Linked DNA regions of Zea mays: region 2 is linked to region 1. Evidence: chromatin contacts called from public Hi-C data. All regions are on one chromosome and are shown on one strand. The core of a region is the stretch at or near the end of the contact, and the rest is flanking DNA. Distances in the headings are between cores, read along the strand shown. Region 1 holds the start of LOC100193329. Region 2 has its middle 40 kb from the start of LOC103647611.

The links. Hi-C and Micro-C count contacts between places; a contact is called where the count stands out from the background.
Region 2: a contact with region 1 is called in a Hi-C map of leaf, with 2.3 times the contacts expected there. The contact joins the enhancer-like site here to the promoter of LOC100193329 in region 1. A contact is called at or near these places in 5 of 25 Hi-C or Micro-C datasets (bundle sheath, endosperm and leaf).

Annotation. Positions count from the first base shown.
Region 1 is chr2:201,569,299-201,574,044 of Zm-B73-REFERENCE-NAM-5.0, reverse strand. It overlaps LOC100193329, which reads right to left and starts at 2,019. Exons shown (of 5, transcript NM_001358710.1): 1 at 1,714-2,019. The coding sequence starts at 1,806.
Region 2 is chr2:201,642,254-201,646,999 of Zm-B73-REFERENCE-NAM-5.0, reverse strand. No RefSeq gene overlaps it. Among protein-coding and RNA genes, the nearest start is that of LOC103647611, 40 kb to the left of the region's middle. Within about 2 kb of position 2,844, at least 15 of the 20 cell types and tissues checked have an H3K27ac peak or open chromatin away from gene starts, as enhancers often do. A contact at or near this core is called in bundle sheath, endosperm and leaf, where this site is marked.

The DNA of each region.
Region 1 (4,746 bases), core at 770-3,269:
GGTGACTGGAAGAACAGAGGCATCTGGGAGCTTTTGGTGAGTTGGATGGGGCGTTCAGCAACAAATACATCATGGGAACAGCTGGAGGACTTCAAGTGCTGCTATCCACAAGTACAGCTCGCGGACAAGCTGTTTGTTGGGGAGGAGGGATATGTTATAGACTCTTTCCTTGGGAAAGTCTATAGGCGCAGGCCTAGAAGTGGCTAGGCTAGACCAACATAGGAAGTCGAGATCTCAGGGAGAGTCAGTTATGTGTTTCCTTAAGTGTAGGGGTGGTTTCCTAAATTAGTGGATCTATTTTCTTTGTCCCAGCCGCCTAACCTTAAAGGCTAGCTGGTAGTTTGTATTAGGGTTCATTGAGGAATAATCATCTCCCTGAGTTGGGCGAGACTTCCTCGGACCTCGGTCATCGTGGCTGCAGGATCTGCCAGCCGTTGTGATGACAGAGGTTCATCTGCCCCTTCCAGTGCTTATCCCCTACGTTCTAATCCCCATTCCCATCTGCTACTTCATTTCCCTTTACACACACCAAAGTGAAGACCACGTATCAACAGCATAACATGATGATAACTTTAGTAGTATCCAGAATTGGCAATATACAAGTACATTACATTCTATGTTCATATTCCTTTCAGCAACTGCACTAAACAGAGCTTAAAAGTGTGATATTCCAAACCCACCCACCCAAAAAAATTGCTATAAAATCTTTTCTTTTGGGGAGGGTCAGTTCAGCAAAAGTTTGAAAGAAACATGAACACCTTGACTACCGCGACAAGCAGTGGTGAGGGGTTGTAGCCCACGGCATAACATTAGATGAGACATAGTCAAAAGAAACTTGTAGCCTAAATTTTTTGCAGACAAACTCCCTCACAGAGGAACTCTAATTCAACTAAGTATTACGCAGAGAATGCTTTGGCTCAAATAAAAAACACAAAAACATGATTTGTGTACCTAACAAGAAGATAACACTTGATTATAAGAGCATTTACACTTGTGCCTTAAATCAGTGTTCTATCTTGAAATATAGGAAACTCGTAAAAAAAACAACTCCAATAGTGCCATATTCACATTCTTATCAAAAAATATAGGGCGTGATTCAAATATACTACACCCCGGTTTAGTGCTCTATCCTTATTTTCTACACCATCCTCAACTTTTTCTTTTATAATAATATAGTTTATTTTCTAAAATACATGATTTAGGACTTAAATGTTAGGGTTTAATTTATTTTTAGTGCCATAAACACTTTAAATGGCGTGGTGTTTTATTTTTTTGGCATTATCTTGAGACACCTTGTTGGAGAAGCTATAAGAGGGCAATTGGGGCAACCCAACGGGATCACCCCGAGCCCCTATTACAGCTATAGGCTCTTCTGAATTCCTCATAACCCACCCAAACAACTTCGACAATTTTGTCACTGTCAAATGCTATAATATTCCGGGTTCCATTTTTATTCGTTGAAAACTTATCGATTTGAAGTAGCAAGATTACGAATTCCATGCTACCAAAATGGATCGGGACAGATGCAGGATCGTCGAAATGGAGAAAGTGGGACAAAATTGGGTAACCTAAGCTGGACACAACAAGAGACCAACAGCGCGAACTCGAAGGTAAACCGTGCGCCCGCCATGCTAACTGAAATAGCACTACCGGCCGATCTGCGAGAGGGACGACGACCTCCGCGGGTAGGAGGGAGCAGGGAGCAGAATTAACCTTCTCGTCGCAAGGCCGGCAAAGCGCAGCCTCGTCGGCCGCACAGAAGAGCACCGCCGGTGCGCTCTCGCACACATCGCAGATCGTCCGCATCCCAACGCCGCGCCGCACCCGCCGCCAGTGTCATCGCTCCGCCGCCATCCGGGCGACAAAACCGCGGGTCCCCCGCCTCGCTCCGCTCCCCCGTGATCCTTCCCAGCGCTGCGGTATCGGTGGACGGCGGGGCGGCGGCGTAGAGAGATGTGGACCAGAGGCGGCAGCAGAACAGAGGTCACAGAAGCTTGGAGTCTTTGGACGAGGAGAGAAGATGTGGCAGCGACTAGCGAAGGACAGCGACGCGGCGGAGAGCATTTTTGATTGGGGCAATTGTGTTCCTGTCCCTGGATGAAAGTGCAACTGTGATTTTGCCCCTCAAAATTCGACTTTGTGATTTCGGGCCTCTTTTTTGAAAACGAAATACAAGTCTGCCCATGTTTCTGTTAGATGCAGTAACGGTGTGAATTAGGACATCAAAAGACAAATTTACCCTTCAGTCATAATTGTGATTTTGTCCCTCCTTTTGAATTGGACTGTTCTGTAATTGTGATTTTACCCCTGATTTTCACACAACAGCTTAGCAGTATTTCAAGAGCTTTTTGACAATATTTTGACTGTATTGCAACAGAATTTCGATAGTATTTTCAACAACAAAGATAGATATAGAATAACACAATGTCACATAACAAATCCAACAAAGTAGTACATATGGAGTTCAACAAAAGTCTCACAAAAGCATGACAAAGTACCATGAACCCATTACATTGTCATACAAAAGCAACATCTCATACAAAAGAAACAGCACCTCATGATGCTATCTTGATCATTAAATTCCAAACCATTGTGCAAGCCTCCCCCCTCTTCCTCTTCTTCCTACACTTCCCCTTCCACTTTCACTTGCACTTGCAGCACTTGTGCTTGGAGCACTTGTGCTTGGAGCACTTGTGCTTCCACTTCCAGGAGCGCATGCAAGAGCACTTTCAGAAGCACTTCATATAGGAGAATAAAAATTAGTTAACTGATATTTGTATGGTAATCATCTCTAAAATTAGTATAGCATAGCAGAAATGACTTACTTAGATGTTTGAGCCACATTTGGATCATTACTACCCACTGCTGATGCATTTACTGAAGATGAGAGTGTCGCCCTTCTCTCTTTTGCTGTAGGACCTCCTTGACATGTCTTTGCTAAATGACCTAGTTCATTACATTCAGTGCATCTCCTCCTCTTCTTTGTGCCAATCTCATCAGATGCTTTGATTCTACTCTTTCTTGGCCTCCCTGGTTTCCTCCTTAGTTTAGGCTTGCAGATTTTATAGCCTAAATCAACACGAGCCCACTGATGCTTGGATGTAATTGCAAGGAAGACACCCGCATATGTCTTTCTCAACCGATCAACAAAGAAGTATTCATGAACAAATTCTTCCATCTGAACATCTCTACTAAGCTTCGCAATAACACTCAAAGCATGGTTACACGGCTTCCCAGTTACTTGCCAAACCCTACAACTGCAAGTCTTTTGATCCATGTTGACTGAATGCCTTATTGTGGACACAGTAACTTCAGCAGTAAAACCTCCACATATTAAGACTTCATGATCCTTTATAGCCTTGCTTTTAGCATTTAAATCCTGAATGATAGATGGGATTATTGTGCCCTGCATGTTTCTAGCTATCTTTTCTCTTTCAACAAACTTATTGATGATCATCTGCCTTATCTGATCAAGCATGTCCACAATATGTTTGTCCTTGGTTTTTACCACCCAACTATTAAAACATTCAGAGAGGTTGTTATTGATGTAATCTACCTTAGATAGTTCACTGAACTTACTTCTTGTCCACACAAATGGATGATTATCATCCAACCATGCAATGGCATCTGGAGCCTTCTCTTCTATCTTCCTCATATGGTAATTGTACTTCTCAACGGTCCAACTTTTTGCAGCTGCCCACATATTTTGAGAGAAAAGTGCCCCTTTGTACTGCTTCTTCTTCATATTCTTCCATAAATGCCTCATACACTCTCTATGCTCCACACCAGAATACACAATATGGACAGCCTCCTCAAGTCCTTTGCATGCATCCGTACTGATAACCAGACCTATATCTCACAATAGTACTATGTTAGCATTTGAATTTCAGAAAGCAAGTTAAAATAGAAGTATTGTTGGATGCCATACCTGTCGGATAACCAATAGCTTTCTTCAAGTTCTGAATGAACCAAATCCAACTTTCCTTAGACTCTGTCTCTATTACTCCATAAGCCACTGGAAACAGTCGGTTATTTCCATCAACTGCAACAGCTGACGCCAATTGACCTCTTGACCTTCCTGTTAAGTGAGTACTATCCATGGCAATATAGGGTCTACAACCTTCAACAAAACCATCAATGCATGGCTTAAGAGCTATAAAGAACCTCCTGAAACAGACATCACCTTGACATGTTTCAGTGTCTAGCTCAACAACACTATTAGGGATAGATCTCAATAGCTCAGCTTGATAGGTAGGCAGCAAATCATAGCTATCATCCCACTTTCCGTTTATCATGTCAAGCGCCCTCTCCCTGCCTCTAAAGACTCTATCGTATGGAACTACTATCTTGTACTTCTTCTTCAATTCGTCCTGCAGGAACTTTGGTCCAGTTGTTGGATCATCCCTCAACAAATTGACCACTCTATCAGCAACCCATCTATTTGTAGCCATATTATCTGCACAATTGTTGTACGAACCACATGTGTGCTTTGGTCCATTTGTCTTAACCTGCAGACATAGAATCAAAACATTAGTATTCCCAATAGCTGAAACCTGCAGAAAACATCTACTATGTAAGTATCTAGATTACCTTGCAACCGACATATTTTTTGGTACTAGTAGAAGCATGAAAGCGCCATTTGCATCCCTTGTCCGCCCTCTTGCATTTGGCTGTAAATCTTATAGCATCTCTCTTCACAGTCTGAAAACCATGGTCATTCAAGATGGCATGGTGTAATACTGCTGA
Region 2 (4,746 bases), core at 1,595-4,094, 72 kb before region 1:
CTTTAACATAGAGCTATGATCGTTGTCCAAGGTTTAGACATAAACTTTTCCTCTCGTCACTCGAGTCATCGCTAGAATGATTTACACATCACTTTGGCTAATGGCGAAAGAGGTTTTAATAGAAGAGAATTTTTTGAAGCATTTTTACTGTAGGGGTTGCTCCTACAGTATTTTATTGATCATGAACTATATATATTACATCAAAGATAGGGGAGGGGGTATAGTTCTTTATCACTTTAAAGCAAGCGCAACCAAATTTGGACCCGTTCATCATTCTCGGGTTTCATCCTATAGCATATGAGTGCCATCTCCCTTTGAAACATTTGCACGCCCGCATCTACTGTTGGCGGGATATTTTCGAAGATCTAATTATTTCTGCATTTCCATATGCACCAACTCATCACCTCCATCTTCCAGGGCTTTGTCAATTGCAGTCTCATTTGGGTTAACGCTGCAAGTTGTTCCGATGTGTGTGTGTGGTGATCCCAATTGCTTGCCAGCATCTCTTTGCGAAACTACACTTCAAGAACAAATGTGTGACCGTTTCTTCCATTTGTTTGATGCAGTTTTCACATGTGATTGAGTCGAGATTCATGTCTCTCCTCTTGAGCAAGATTTGGTATTCAATATATCTTTCAGTGAAACCAAAAGAAGACTTTTTGCTTTGGTTGACACTTCGATTCTCATAGCCACACATACACTGGGTGGACTAGGGTTACCTCTATTATGTTCTTATATACCTTTTGCTATGAGAAGGTCAGAATGCCCTAGATATACCCTCACTTATCGGCTCTGGCAGTGAAGGTGTGTCTTTGTAAGGACTAAGGAATACATGAGTAATTGATACTTTTGAAAAGCCTCGGAGGACATAGGTGTGTGGAACATTTGTTGTGGATTCTCAATGTTTTTTGTCCTGTAATAGAGTTATTTCCTTGCTAACAGCATAGGACAAAAGTTATGGGTACGCTTCTGCATGTATTTTGTCATCCCACTTATCAAACCAGAGCTGAACAGATCTGTCGTCTGCCACCCTAGATAATCTCTTGTAAGTGTTTAGTGATCTCAAAATGTCCCTCCACCAAAAGGATCCTATTTTTTTCTCGGATGACACTGTTTCTCCTGTATAATGATTCTCCCATACTATTTTAATCCAAGGAATATCTAGTCTGTTGAGCATTTTATGCAGATTCTACATGAACAGAGCTTTGTTTTGTGTAGTGACATTTATAATCCCTAAGCCGCCCTGTGCTTTCGGTTTGCAAGTTGTCCCTCACGCTGCTTGAGGAGGCTTCTTTGCGTTGATATCTGATCCCCGCCATAAGCAATGTCTTCGGTATCTGTCTATTTGTTTGACTATTGTTTTTGGTAATCTAAGAGTACACATGATGTATGTTCGAAGTGACGAGAAAAATGAGTTAACCATTTGCAACCGACCAGCTTGCGACAGAAACTGAGATGTTGATGACATCCTCCTCTCAATTTTTTGTATCATTGGGAGTAAAGCATCTATTTTTGGTTTTGTTAGCCCCATAGGTAGACCCAGATAAGTAAAAGGCAGTGTTCCAATCTGACATTGAAAGGTTTTTGCAAGGAGCTCCATTTTCGCAGCATGCACGCTAATGGGGTATATGTTAGATTTCTGAGAGTAGGCTCTCAAGCCTATGGAGTCTACAACGGGATTCAATATTTCTTTCAAGAAAAAAAGTTGTCTAGGACAGGCTTCTAGAACCATTATAGTGTCGTCTGCATATTGGATAATTAGGAAATCCTGTCCACATCTTTGCTGGAGAGGGAGGTGAAGGAGGCCCAAGTCCTTTGCTTTATTAACTATGGATTAAAGCAGGTCTGTTGCCAGGACAAATAGGAGAGGCGACAACGGGTCACCTTGCCTAACCCCTCGCTTGCATTGAAATTGCTTGCGAGGAACTCCATTGAGAAGAACAACCGATGTTCATGAATCCATGATCATCTTGACCCAATTTCTCTATTTGGTACCGAAGCCTTTGTGAAGATGCACTTGAGAGATAGCCTCATGTTCTATTGTGTCAAAAGCCTTTTCGGAGTCTAGCTTCAGGATCACCATTTCTTTTTTTTTTGTGTGTGTGCTTGCACAGTATTCAAATGACCATACCAAGCGGTCCTGAATTGTCCTTTCCTTGATGAAGCCATATTGGTTTTTGTGAATGACACGGGTGATAACTTTTTGTAGTCTGTTGGCCAGTAGCTTGGTTAGTACTTTGAAGCTAGAGTTCAGCAGAGATATTGGCATGTAATCATTTACAGTCAAAGGTGTATCTTTTTGGGGATCAGTGTTATGAAGGATCCATTTATGCTCTAAGTACAGATGACTTCTTCATGAAAGCTCTTACAAAGATCGAAGAAATCTGGAGCTATTACTTGCCAATATTTGTTAATAAAATCCGTGCTGGATCCATCCGGACCCCGGTGATTTGTTAAGGGGGAGGTCTTTAATGATGACTGTGGTTTCCTCTTCTAAAAAGGGTTCCTCCAGAGACACTAGTCCCTCATGGGACTGCAGAAGCGTGTGTAGATCAAAGGCCGTCCAGGTGCGCATAGTGGACCCTAACCTTTCTTTGTCGGCTTCAAATAACACCAAGGTTGTTTCCTCATGACCATTACTTATTCAACAAAGCCAGAGTGAAAAAGTCCCATCGATATCTCTTTCTGGCATCTGTAGTTGATTCAGGCTCTCGGTCTTATCTGCTTGTCCATCTCATATATTTTTGTCTCCACTCAGCGTGGGGCAACGATGTGGGGCTTGGTCGGTTGGTCCGGTGGTGCGCTCGTCAGTGGTCACGGTGCGGCAAGGAGCGGAGCAGTGTTCGTCGGCGTGCAATGGAGATAGAGGCTTCCTCACTCGATCCGATAGGGATCGGCGAGAAGCCACGGTTCATACAAGGGCCGAGGGCCCGAGGCGAGGCGACGAAGACGTCTTCACAAAAAATATAAAATAATCTACGTGGCAGTATATGGACGTTGTGCTAAAGTCAAAGTGACGAAATGTCATCCAGGCCTGGTTGGGGGTTGCGAAACAACCAAAGCAAGCTGTTTGTCGATTGCTATCGGTGGCTACTTCATCCATTGGAAATTCGACCGATCAGAGATGTCGTTTAGTGGGGGCGGCATATGCAGATTTTTTTTACGTGCACGACTGTTCTGCGCTATGGTCTGATGTCTCCGGTTGTTAACATGATTAGGGGGTGATTTTACGCTATAAGGGCCAGTTTGGGAACCATATTTTTCCAAGGGATTTCCATTTTCCTAACGGGGCGTTTGGATCGCTTTATTTTAGAGGAATTAGAATTCACTCAATAAAATAACTTATTTAGTTTGAAATTTGACATTCCACCATTTTTCAAAGTTCAGATATTAGTCTATCTCAAATTAATGGGGTGGGGGATGGGAAATGATTTTATACAGTAGTAGAATTTGTTTCTACTCTGTAACTTATGTGACATTCTTCGTTTCACTCCTCTATACTAAAAATATAGCACATAAATATCTCCAACATCTTTCTAATAATAATATACAAATATATTTTATATAAAACTGAATTAGCTTAAATGATATATGCCTAAATTATTATTATTAGAATGGAATTCAATTCCAATGATCCAAACGGGGCGTAAGAGAAATTAGTTCATTTTCCCATGAAAAATAGAAATCCAATGGGAAAATATAGTTTCCAAACTAGGGAACTATATTTTCCCAAGGTATTCCTATTTTCTCAAAGAAAAATGAACTAATTTCCCTTGGGAAAATGAAAATCTCGTGGGAAAACGGAGTTCCCAAACTAGCCCTAAAATTTCAATATCGAATTAGATTAAGATCGGACTTTATTTCTATTCATTTTTAACTAGGCCCTAACTTATTGTAAAGAAATATTAGATCATGGTCTATTACTACCCCTAACCGTGATGTTGATGTTGTGGCAACGATTGCGACTGCTTCTTGTTTTTTCTTTCAGATCCAAGCATCGCGTAGCAGCCGATGATCTTCTTCTTCGAGGCTCTGAAATCGTCAGCACTCTGCAACTGTCCCTAGCAATTTCAGAGAACTTTGATAGCCAAAATATGAGTACATTAAGTTAGGAACGTTCTGCCGCTAACCCACAAGCAATTACAACATTTAGCCAACAAATTTCCGTAGATACCACCATCAGGGCGAGTTTGGTGGCAAGGGAATTGAGGGGGATTAGAGGGACCAAAATAGCCCTAAGGGAACACCGAGGAGAGAGCAAGAACTTCGACAGACAATAGTTGTCAGGTAAACACTGAGCAAGAACTTCAAGAGACAATAGTTGTCAGGTAAACATTGAGGAAGTAAGACTGAATAAAGTTGGAAACTAGAAACTGGAGCGAAGAAGGAACAACATTCAGACTTAACAATCGATGATAAAGGTTATATGAACAACTATACGAGGGGGTGGATTGTACAGTTTAGGGCTACAAGTTCGTCGAGCCGTCACGTGCATATGGATCAATTGTTCAGTGTCTTCAAGAGAGTCAATTTTCGGTGTTGTCGTCAATCGTTGATATTGTCGATTCATTAACAAAAGATGGTTTCGAGAGGCAGGGTTGATTTCGGTCATCAAATTTTACTCAGTGGTGTGTGTGTGTGTTCTATCTAAAAAAGGAAAAGCTTATGTCGTCGTTGTTCCTATTCGCAGAAGTCGTGAGACCAACGCTGCTACATTCTTTGCAAACCATCAACTGCACGCGGATC